2 separate regions of the Zea mays genome follow, and region 2 is linked to region 1. A link is a contact called in public Hi-C data. All regions are on one chromosome and are shown on one strand. Each heading gives the region's core, a stretch centred on a gene start, on an enhancer-like site or on the middle of the called end of the contact. The rest is flanking DNA. Distances are from core to core; before and after follow the strand shown.

Region 1 (6,249 bases), core at 1,054-3,553:
AATTAATTTATAATTAACAAATATTTATTGTACCATCATATGAGCAAACTATAGATTAATTATGCTTAATAGACTCGTCTCACTGTTTAGTTCATATATATATATATATATATATATATATATATATATATATATATATATATATATATATATATATATATATATATATATATATATATATATATATAATCAATTTATAATTAAACTATATTTAATAACTCATAACTGGTATTAAACTTCGATGAGTTTTTTTTATGTTTTCTATAAAATAAGTTGTTTCGTTTCAAAGGTCCTTAGAATTTAGCCCACGGAACCGGAGGCCGGAACCAATGGGCTCCTGAGACCTCTGAATCGTCATATACTCTAAATTTTAAATTTTAGAGAAGAATCTCCTCATTATATCTCGAGCAGTGTTATCTAAACCGTTTTCTCATATCTCTCTAAATATAGAGAACGCTGCTCGATCCTCTATATAGAGAATTTCTCTCTGTTCTACTCTATCTATTTTAATATTTAAAACAACAGATTTAGCAAAACTAAAATATATATACATTTTAGAGTACTATAAATATGTATGTGTAAAAAATAAAAGTAAAGTATGTTTTGATATTTTTAAAGAAAACTATAAATAATGGATATAGAGGATAGATTTAGAGTAAGTGGCTCGGCACTCTGAGAATAGCAAAAGATTGTTGACCCGGTATATGCGAGGCGCTGGCGCACCAGCCGGCCCTGGCGACTGGCCCGGTATATGCCCGAGCCCGACTAGGAGGAAGACCGGGAGTGCGTCAGGTCACAGGCGTGCGTGCTGCGTACGAGTAAAGTCAATAACCACCGCAAAAGCAGGTTTTGACCCGCAAGTTCCGACCTAAGCTCGCTCATCTTTCCCCAAGGCACATCGACAGCAAAAGAAAATGAATCATGTGTTATAAACAAAACCATGTAATCGAAGGTTGAGGCAATAGAAGAAAATATAATCAAGACGACCGTATCAACGAACCGTATGTATGATACAAAGGCCACGAAAAAAAAAAACTAGAACGAATTACGCAGGCCAGGCGGCCTAGTTCTTATTGACGCCCTTGAGCACGATGGGGAGGACGATGACGAGGATGATGACGAGGAGGATGAGGATGGCGATGCAGGTCCACTTGCGGGTGCTCTTCTGGTGCTTCCGCGCCACCTGCAGCTGCTCGCGTCCGCGGTCGACGAAGGACCTGGCGCGGCCGACGTTGCCCTCGATGTCGTCCAGCTGCTCCCCCTGCGCGGCCACCAGCACGGCCATGTCGTTGAACACCTGCTGCAGCTCCAGCAGGCTGCGCTCCAGCCCCGCCACGGCGCCGTGCCGCTCCTGGATCTCCGCCACCACGCCCAGCACCTCCCCGCGCCCCTGGCCCTGCTCCGCGATGGCGCGCTGCAGGAACCGCTCCCCTTCCCCGGACTCCGCCAGCGCGTCCAGGGTCGCCTCGTCGGGCTGCGCCCCCGTGACCGTGAAGTACCGCCGCGCCACCGTGTCCCGGTACTCGGCCGCGACGCGGGACCGCAGCGACGAGAAGGACTCCATCGAGTCCCGGAGCTTCTTGCGCAGCCCGGCCACGACGGACGTCCGGGTGCGGTCGGTGGAGGAGCCCGGCCCGCACCCGGGCACGGACCGGTTGGCGGCGTTGGCGCGGTCCAGCGACTCGAGGCGCAGCTTCACCACCTTGGCCTTCTTGATCGCCGCGGCCACGTCCGCGTCCATCCGCGCGCGGAGGCCGCGCACGGCCGCCGCGTCGTGCATCGACTTTCCCCCCTCGTTGGCGTCGTGGAGCGACCGCTGGATGCGCTCCAGGTCGCGGAGCTCGTCCTTGATGGACTCCACGTCCTCGAAGAACCTGTCCAGGCTCGCGCCCGCCGCGGCGCCCGGCGGCGCAGACATCTCCACGCCGCCGGACTCGATGTCCCCGCCGTCGCGCTTCCATGAGCTCGAGAACAGGCTGTTCATGGTGGATGGATTGTTCTGTCTCTGGCTGATTGGCTTCCTCACGGGCCAAGGTCGCTTCTAAGGGTTCGCTCCGGCCCGGTGGCCGGTTTCTTGGATCGGGGGGATGAAATGAAATGAAATAGTGGGAGGGGTAGTTGGACAAGGGGGGCGTGGAGATTCAATCAATCATGCGAGATGGAACAAGACGACGGACGCGGAGTTGAAGGAGTCGGCCGTGCCGAGGCATCCATGTGATGTGACGCCGTGGCGGGCGAGGAGACCGTGTGATGAGGAGGCGGCGCGCGCCACCTTGCTCTGAAATGGCAACGCGGGAGGAAGGTGGGACGAAGGAGAGGGCAGAGGGGGGCACGGACACGTACGAGCGAGGGTTCTTGGGGACGCGATGGGTGGTGGGATTCGGCGCGCGGGTCCAGGTCTTTCGCCGGGTCGCCTCGCTGGAAATCCAACGAGCCGTAACTACCAACCACCCGGCACTATCCGATCCATGCTGACCGGCTGATCTGACCCGATCAACCCAACTGCACAGCTACAGATCCACTTGTCTGTCTCGTAACACCGAGACAAGAGAGAAAAGGGCGATACGGTACCCTGTAGCATAGTGTCGTACTGTCGCTTGAGTATCTCTTAGAAGTTAGAAGTACAAGTACTACACCACATGCTGACATGCTGCGTCAGCGTCACACAAGGATCAAGGAGTTCTCGGCGAAGGTACTGGCCAAATGGCCGGGCCGGCGCATGCACTGGATCGAGCAGAAGGCGCCGTGCTCGTCAGCCCGTCGTGCATCTGGCTAGTATCAAAAGAACCCACATGGTATGTTATTCAGAGTCATCACACAGAGTATCATAGCAGTCACATAGTGGTTATGATATCCGAAAACAACTGCACCCTACAGAAGTGCAAATGTGTTCGTATCAGAGGCAAAAGGGGCGACATGATACACTAGCTCTTCGAAGTCACCACAGCAATTCCGTATTGATTATGATCTCCCAAAAACAACGTCATCACACAAAATATCATAGCAATTCCGTAGTGATTACGATCTCCAAAAGACGACATCACGATCAGAAAGAAAAGAAAATATCAAAAATAACAGCACCCCTCAGACACTTGCACCTGATGTGGACAGCTGGACGTCGATACGAGGAACTGAAAAGGGGAATCAACATATACCCATATGGCATAAAGGCTCAAGGCCAGACGATGATTTTTAAAAGGATTGTACAAACAATGAAAAAATACTGTCGCCCATACAACAACAATCTCGAGACGATTGCCTGATTACCTCGTCAAAATTACAGAAAATTTATCGGATCCATCTACCACTACATACTACATTTGCGAAATCGTCTAGCAGCGACAAGTTAAACAGGATGTACAGGAATAGTATATGCTCCTACTAGCCACCATCAACAATTAGACAAGCAAAACTTCTATCGGTATATTCTGTCTGCCAAAAATCCACCAGCAATTACCGTTAGTTTTTGTTCCCAGCGACAATTGTATACATGTACTCACCAGAACTCATCCTTCAAAATGACGTGTAAATATATCGGTACCGAAGCAGAACCATGAGCGTATCCAAGTATATTCAGTCAGGGAACTTCCGGGGCAGATCTTTGCACAAACTGGACTGGCTGGCACCTATTATCATCAGCCCGTTGCAATTGGGTGTAGTTCCTGAGTTTTGCACTGGTCTATATTGACGCTCAAGAAGGTACTTCTTGAATCCTGATAATTACTTAGACACCTTGAAGGACAGTGACATAGAAAGGATAGCCTAGACCACCGCCAGATAACCGGTTCTCATTTTCACCCACATGTGGTCCCTCAGATAGATGCACTTTCCATTGCAGCTCATAATTGGAAAAATTGTATGTGCCCGGTGCAAATATGCACACTTTTAGAGGAACTCTAGCACAACTGTCAGGTTGGAGCTCGATTTGAGCACAACTCAATGAACACCAAACATATGGTGGAATGCTCTTCGAAGATCGCTTCTCTTGATGTGTACTCTTGGAACTAGAGATGGCCTTTACGTCACTTTCCAGTGATACATCATACCATCCACCCTGAGCACTGGTTGAGTCATGAGGATGGACGGTTTTCTCTGGAATTACATCAAAAGTGACCACTCTCACCAAAATCTTATGAGCTTCTGAATTGTGAATGACCAATTGGAGGTTAGCCTCACAATAAGACTTTGAGAAATCATGACTAATTGTCCGAGGCCCTTCCATAAGCCACCATATAGGGTTCTGGCTTAGAGCACTATGAAAACAGAAGATGGGATCAGCAATTATTCAACATCAACAAAGGCCAACGAAGATTGCAACCAACTACATGTTCTATCACTTGCCTGCAATGACATGTGTGATGAGAAAGTAGTTCGAAGTCTGGAGTAGGCTTGGAAGAGTTATCAACTGCCTTTGAGATTAGAACAAAATCAAGAAGGCTGCATGGCCCCTGAACAGTTATCAAGTGTAGGTCAGAATTTTATTAATCATTGATCAAAATAACAAAAAAATTTATGCATGTGCCAGTTTTCCAATCAAGTTTGTGTTAAGTTGACCTTGAATATTTGGGTCAAGAAACTACCCAGAAATCGATTCATCAGACGGTAACTCATGGAACCAGCAAGAAAATAATAGTCAAATGATGCAAGTATGCAACATCAGTGTAATAAATTATAACATAAGAACTAACCTTTGCCATCTTCACTTGCCTGCATCTTTCTTGATGGTGAAAATCAACAAAAGGAGATCGTGCAATGTCAAACAGATCAGTGCTACTTCCTGGACACAAAGCCATATCGCTTGTGCAGGAATCACTTTCTGCCTCTTTACAAGAATCCGCCTCACAATCCTTCAAACAAGCATGCATTGGGAAAATATATCACAACCTTGAATTCACAAGACTTATAAAACAAGAGCATTGAATAAGACAATGGAAACCATCGAAGTGTTCTGTATCTGGCAGTTCATTGAAGAATGTGCCTTCAACCTTAATTTTGAAGAAGTACGACACAGCCTGATTTTCTGATACTGTTTCAACAGAGTTGATTGAACTGCACGCCGCCAATGCTGAAACTGCCCATTTATCACCGACACATGATAACTGATGAAGCACAAATGACTCTGATGGAGTCTTGTTCATGACATCCATGCGAACAATATACTCTTGCAATCTTGATGAGGACGTGCTTACAGAAAAGGATACGTCAAGTGACGGCAAAACCTGTGAAGAATTGCTTATGCTTATCCAAAAGAAAAATAAGCAATAAAAGAATAGCATACACCAAATAACTACTTTGTTCCTCCTTCGATCTGAAGATCACGAACACAGAATACTAGTATGGGCGAAAACCATTAGAAATGCCTTGATCTTGGATTGCTTAAACTTTCAATTTCACCTTGGAAAAGTAATTGTGTTGGGAGAACAATTGGAGCTTCACTGATGCAAAGTGCATCAATAAATGTGACAGAATAACTTTTAAGAGATAAAGAGAATCCCAATTCCCAACTGAAAGTCTGGGTTATAAAACACTAACATGTATTATGAATGTGCTAACAACCAATAAGACATTCTACAAATAAAACATTTTTAAGTAGAAATTTATGTGATGAATTTTTTTTTCATGGCGAACTTAGTAACATCAATCTATGTAAATCAATACTGAAAAGGAAAGAGCAACAATAATCTTACGACAACTTGCATTTGGGCCTAGAGGGAGTAACAAATATAGCGTCCTAAAAAAACTAAATATGGGACACAATCTGTTACCTCAAGATTGAAGTGCATGCGTAGTGTACGGTATTTAATATCACTGGAACTCCCCATTTCGTAATACAGAGATATATAAAGAGAAACATTTCCAGGAGTTGCCGCATGAAACCAAATAGGCCAAGAGAGTGCTGCCCCTGCTTGAATTTCTATATCCTGGAAAAATAACAAGGGTCAATATTTGTGAAAGAATATGCGCCAACAAATAATCGGCGAAAGCAATAAAAAATATTAAATGGACTACTCTAGTACAAACAAAAAGATACTAGTGCCTTAAGCCACTTGACCTGAGGAAATGCAAAGAGCAGACTCTTGAAATTGTCCTTCATAGTTTTGGCTGATACAACACTGCTTTCTGATTGCACGTGCCTCTTTAAGCAGTGTGGGAACTTGAGGCCAATGTCCGATGAATCGCCGGGAATTAAAAATCTTGGGTTGCTAAGTTTCATTTTTATACCCTGCATTAGAGGATTGGAAAGAGTTA
Region 2 (6,249 bases), core at 2,451-4,950, 150 kb before region 1:
GAAGAGGACAAGTTTACTCGGAGTATCTCGTTAAGTACAAGCAATGTGAGCACGGGGCTTAGAAAAGGGTTGGGACTGTAAACAATCTGGTACGCTAAATATAACATTTTCAATCCTCCGAAAACCGTCCAACAACATCTGCTACTTCTTCGCTAAAATATAGCGCTTGTCTTTCATCCGCTACATTTACCGATTTACTGTGCGTCCTCTATCCATCGAATCCTCCAGCCCACTGTCGAAGGGAGGACGAGCGCCTCGACGCCGGTCGTCGGAGTTTTGGATTGGCACTCGTCGGGGACGTTGAACACACACACGAATCGTCGGAGACGAGAAGTAGCACACACGGCAAATCGTAGGAGATGCGAAGCAGCTCGCGCGACGAATCGCTAGGGACGAGGATGAGCTCGCGTGGCAGATCGACGGGGAGGAGCACGAGTGCGTGGGCCCGTCGACGACGAGGACGACCCCGCAACCATCGTGGACGCGGGCGCAGCAGCTCGCTGGGGAGGACGACGAACGCGCGGCCACCGAGGACATGGGCGCGTGACAACTCAACGGAAAGGAGGAAGAGAGACAGAGCGGTCGTCGGGGAGAGAGGACGAACATGCAAAATGACGAGGAGATCAACGGGATTGATCACCAAATTATATGAAAAGAGAGAATAAATATTCTAGGTTAATTTTGTAGATATAGATGATCAAATTTAGGAGACGGGGATGAAGAAAATATAGAATATGAAATCTTTTAGAGTGTTATATAAAGGACAAAAAATATTACTTTAGAGAACGGAATTTAGGAGAGACAGCCTTAGTGAAGTCAGGCAATCTGAGCATGGGGCTTAAGTCAATCCAGATTTGAGTGTTCCAAAGGCCTAACAATGTTGATCGGTCCACACAAACAAAACATGTTTTTTTAGTACGAGCGTAAGGGGTTTGGAAATAATGGCAAAATGGTGAACAAATTTGTGGTAAAACCCCAGAAAACTACAAAGTTTATTGACATTGGAAAAGCTTTTTACATAACTCTGCGTACCTTGCATGAGTATCGATGATATGTTTTGTTTAGCATTTCAGTTATATGTTCTTCCTTCCATATATCACTTGGAGAGAGAGAAAATCTTGCACGATTGTTTAGTGATATGTATATTCCGAATTAAATCTTTGTATGCATGTTTTTAGATTTGTACTTTTGTTTCTGCGTAGACACCGGCAGGACCAGAGGCGGATACTGTTTTATAACATGTGTAACTAACTGAGCCCTTAAATATTATTGGTCAGCAAAAATACTGGATATTTAACGAGTACCGTTGAATAGCCCTTGGTGGTCAGGATCAGAACATCGTTACACGGGAAAAATATATTAAGCCTTGTTCGTTTGTATCGGATTGGTGGGTCGGAACGATTCCTAATCGGATTGCTTCTCTAGTTTATATAAACTTTGATTAGCTGGAACGATTCCAGATGGAATCCGACAGAAACGAACAAGGCCTTACAGGTTCCAATACATTAGCGGATTTGTTCCATGGTACGCTTGGAGGCTTGGAGTACTGAGAGAGCACAAAGTCTTCGCCATTCAAACACTACTCCCCCGTTCAATTTTTTGTTTACTGGTGTAAGGTTATGCCAATATCAACTGATTACATGTCCTTTTCATTGCCAATTGCCACATTATTACCTTAAAAAACGTTATTAAATGACAGCGTTATTGGTTAGTACGTCTGCCCTTTACTGCTGCAAGGCACTAGTAAATTCAGTGCCACGTCTTTCGGAAAAGGAATGTCCCATGTACCGCAGATCAGCACGAGTGATTCAAAATAGCTATAAAGTCCTTTGATCATAGCAGGATCGTGTACAGCATTCGGAAATGAATATATAGATCTGCCAGAACTAACTATTTTCGCCTAAGAACCTCAAAGCTACAGCTGCTTTGACATGTATCATATAACTAGAACTATTTTGACTATACATGCCGAAAATAGTTTTAGTTACTTGATATCTAGGGGGTGTTTGAATATACTAGAACTAATAGTTAGTTAACTAAAATTTGTTAGTGGAATTAGCTAGATAACAAATAACTACCTAACTATTAACTAATTTACTAAAAATAGCTAATAGCTAAACTATTAGCTAGAGTGTTTGGATGTCTCAACTAATTTTAGCCACTAACAATTATCTCTAGTGCATTCAAACACCCTCTTAATATTCTGAAAAAAAGCTTTTGTTTGTCTTGACATGACAGCAAGCATCATTATCCCTCTATTCGCATTCGACTATTGTTGGAAGAACGAACAGTGGAATTTCCACAGGAGTTGACCCATCAATCTTTGGATAAAAGGGGGCTGCATGTAGTACACCATTACTCCATTAGTATAGGTTCGTGGCATCTAGGACCATTGGTTGATATTCTATAGCCATTAAGTACTTGTCTACCATATTAGAACTTAAAAACTAATCAAGTCTGAACCTTCAAGTCTAATTCTTCGTGTTTCTTTCATTCTTTGTCTCCGAAGTCAAGAGCATCGAAGCTAGCAAAACCTTTGTACACAGCAATCGAAGTCATGGATCAAAGTCTATGGATGAAATCGTTCTCCTTTTTTGGATCCTGAATTTATTTCCACCGTCAGGAATTCACATCTTGTTTGGGGACGTGGGACGGTGGCAGCACTGACGATGGCTGCCAATTTGCCAAAACAGAAATCGCGGTTCCATATAATTTGAAGATCCGCCAAAACGTTTGCAATCGCCCTAGATAATCCTAATTCAAGCTTTGCTTTTTCATCAAGGAGAAATGGAAAATACGCTGAGCGCCTGAGCCCATCCCAAATTTACAATTACACCTGAGAAAAAAAATATATTCTAATTCCTAGTGCCCTGAACATTTTCGTCGATTCCATGTTTTAGCAGTAAGGGCAAGAAAAGGAAGAATTTTTAGAAGAAGAAGAAGAGGAGGAGAAAAGAACCCGGTCCGTGCCGTTGTCACGACGACATCGACATACCGGCCATCGCCAGCGGCGTGACCTCGGCGAGCGGCGTCGGCATGGGGCTCGGCACCGGCGACGTCCGGCACACGGGGCACGTCGGGTGGTAGCGGAGCCACGGGTCGACGCACTCGCGGTGGAACAGGTGGCCGCAGTCGGGCAGCATCCGGAGCACCTCGCCGTCGCCGTAGTTGTCGAGGCAGATGGAGCAGCACGTGCACGTGGTGCCCTTCTTGTTGGCGGCGGCGGCCTTGGCCTCCTTCTCGTACACCACCTCTGGGTACCCTTTGAGCGTGTCCTCGTCGATGCCGAGCTCGACGTCGTGCGCCTGCGCCCCTTCGCCGCCGCCGCCGCCGCCGCCGTGGCGCCGGGACGACGACGGGGCGGCGGCGGCAGCAGCAGCCTCCCCCGCCGCGTCGACGGGCGCCCGGGTGCAGAAGTAGGAGGCGAGCGTGATGGTGGTGATGAGCAGGAGGATGCCGACGGAGACGCCGACGCCGTAGCCGAAGCCGCCGATGCGGTCGGTGCTGAACATGCCGCCGGAGTTGCCGTCCACCGGTGCCAGCCCCACGGGCGGCGTCCCGCCGGAGCTCATCGTCGCGGCGTGCTGCTGACCTGGCTGGCGGCGAGCCAAGTGGGCCACGCACGACACGACACGACACGAGACTAGCTCGACGAGGTGGGGAGTCGGCGCTGGGTGTTGGTGCAGACAGCGATCCGTGCCCTCCCCTTTGGAGTTGGAGATGGTCTGGTGGCTGGTGCGGTTTTGTTTGGGCTTGAAGGGAGAAGCAGCTCGGATCCGGTTGCGAGTGTGCGACGTCAGCGCTGTGCATGTCGCGGAGCAATGATCTCGAGGTCAATGCGTCGGTTTGCTGTTTTTTTTATACGCCTGTTTCCTGCTGGTTTTGCTCGCGTATTTTTGTTTTTGAACCACACACAAAAAAAAAACCACAAGGATGTCTCGTAAGGTTGTGCCGTTGCACAACTTGCTGCCTTTGTCAAAGGGCGCCACCAGTACAATGGGATCATGTGTGTGCAGGTTGACTTTCTTTGGTTTTTGATTGAAGTTGTGGCGAATTGTGTGAAGCATGCCCAATGCAGTTTGGGTCTACATACATACAATCATACAGATAGGTACTGACTACTGAGATACAGATACACTAGTCAAAAGTCAATAGTCATTCACACCGTGCCGCCACCATGTGAGCAGTGCAGTGCAGGCTATGAATTTCGTAGATTCCCACGCTATGTAAAACGTAGGCAACAGTAATATGTAATTATATTTAGGGGTGGTAACCAATCACCGATCAAATGTTTCTTCAAGATCCATTTAAGGTCTTAAGTAATTTTAGTTTAAAAATAAATACAAATAGAGTACGATCCAAACACGATCTAATTCTTAAATTTTATAAATTAAAATTTAGAGCATGTTATCACCTTAATTATATTTCATATATGCCTAATAAAAATTTAATTGACATGCATCTAAATCATGATTGTTATAATAAGTTTTAATTCCAAAGATCTAAACAGGTCTAGACGTCATCCTCGTGGGGTTGAATGGATCGGATCGATCAAGCCGTGAAAAGAAAAAGGAGGACTAATCCAATATTATGATGGCTTTAATTGTGAAAGCATAATCTATAAGTGCCTTACTGCCTTAGAAGGCAAGGTGATCGGACTTGTCCAAGTACAAATCCTCACATCGTGTGGCATGTGAAGTGCACCCCAAGTCATCTGAGCTCCCGTCTTGTCTCACTCCAGTCCTATCTACTCGTAAAGGAATTTTTTGGGTCCTTCTTTTCGGCCCACTGTCATGCGGTCATGCCCAACGTCAGAGTTTATCTTTTCCCTTAGATTTAGTCAGGTTTTTTTTAATAGATTTAGTCAGGGGTTTTCAATCTTACCACTCTGAAACCAAACCACCCTTTCCCTTTCTACGCAACATCAAGTTACCCATTGTTCACACACTGATACAAAGAAAGAACCTATCAGGCTTATCATGTACCAAAAGTTACACGAAAAATGCAGCCATGCAAGCGACAGGTAAATACGGCAAATGACACGCCCGAAATCCTTTTTATCCGGCATTAGGGGGTGTTTGGTTTCTAGAGACTAATTTTTAGTCCCTCCACTTAATTCCATTTTAGTCCCTAAATTACTAAATATAGAAACTAAAACTCTATTTTAGTTTCCCTATTTAACAATTTATGAACTAAAATGGAATTAAGTGGAGAGACTAAAGTTTAGTCCCTATAAACCAAACACCACTTTAATCTGGAACCCACACGAATAGTAACTAAAAAAAAGTCTTATCCATGGAAGCGCTCACGAGGGAAAGAAGAGAAGAAAAGAAGGTGAGCGAGAAGAGGCAAACCGAAAGGCCGATCTCTATCTTTTCCTAAAGAGTTAGATACTTTTTAACTTCACAAAATATATTACTCCGTGATATTTATGCTGTATAACTAATGTTACTATATAATTTTAATCTACTTTTGTAGTATCTTTTTTTAAAAATATTCTTATTTTCTATTAAAATTTAAATAAATTTAAGAAAGTTTGACCAACATGGAAACCACGATATTTATTTGGTAGGCAGAATTGCTCCTGACTTTCCGTATATTTCCGTTTTTGTTGTTACCTTGTGTCATCAGAGGAAGGTTGTCTTCTATCAAATTTCACTCTGTTAGTCTGCAGCGTTTATATGACTATAATATACATGATACTCTGGCCAAAGTCTAAAGAAGAAGAAAAAAAATGAGAAGTGTTTTTGACTCTCTTAGACCTTGTTCGTTTGTGTTGGATTGCATCCGGAATCGTTCCAGCTAATCAAAATTTATATAAATTAGAGAAACAATCCGGTTAGAAATCGTTACGACCCACCAATCCGACACAAACGAAAAGGCCTTACCTGCATCGTTCTCCCTGCAGGCCCTCACGGCCCTGCGACAGCTCGCTACTCGCTACACTACGACCAACCGAGCTGAAGGCAAGCATGCACCATGCGCGCGTCGGCGTCGGCGACGGCGCCGTCGCCGTGGGGAGGAAGACTGGAAGAGACACCGCACGTACGGAACCATATATTAATGATGTTAGAGGAGAATATACTAAATGCGAGACGAACAGGACGAATCTTGTATACGAAATTGAGAATCATGCTCGATCATGAATGCGTCCATGACCCCTAGGTCCAACTCTGGACTTCATGTCCGACGAATTCTTGGCTCTGTACGACAGATCACGGTAGAAGGAAATGAAGGCAGAGAGATAGG

The links. A called contact is a pair of places that touch in the nucleus more often than the background predicts.
Region 2: a Hi-C map of ear shows a contact between it and region 1, with 1.9 times the contacts expected there. The contact joins the promoter of LOC100279967 here to the promoter of LOC100284409 in region 1. A contact is called at or near these places in 3 of 25 Hi-C or Micro-C datasets (bundle sheath, ear and endosperm).

What each region holds. Positions count from the first base shown.
Region 1 is chr1:292,571,730-292,577,978 of Zm-B73-REFERENCE-NAM-5.0, reverse strand. LOC100284409 (syntaxin 121) reads right to left here and starts at 2,303. Exons shown (of 1, transcript NM_001157304.2): 1 at 931-2,303. The coding sequence starts at 1,984. The coding sequence ends at 1,064. LOC103644142 (trafficking protein particle complex subunit 8) reads right to left here. Exons shown (of 29, transcript XM_008667340.4): 24 at 6,053-6,223; 25 at 5,766-5,921; 26 at 4,986-5,219; 27 at 4,689-4,847; 28 at 4,342-4,448; 29 at 3,138-4,253. The coding sequence ends at 3,725.
Region 2 is chr1:292,718,662-292,724,910 of Zm-B73-REFERENCE-NAM-5.0, reverse strand. LOC100279967 (putative RING zinc finger domain superfamily protein) reads right to left here and starts at 3,700. Exons shown (of 1, transcript NM_001152915.1): 1 at 2,681-3,700. The coding sequence starts at 3,572. The coding sequence ends at 2,976.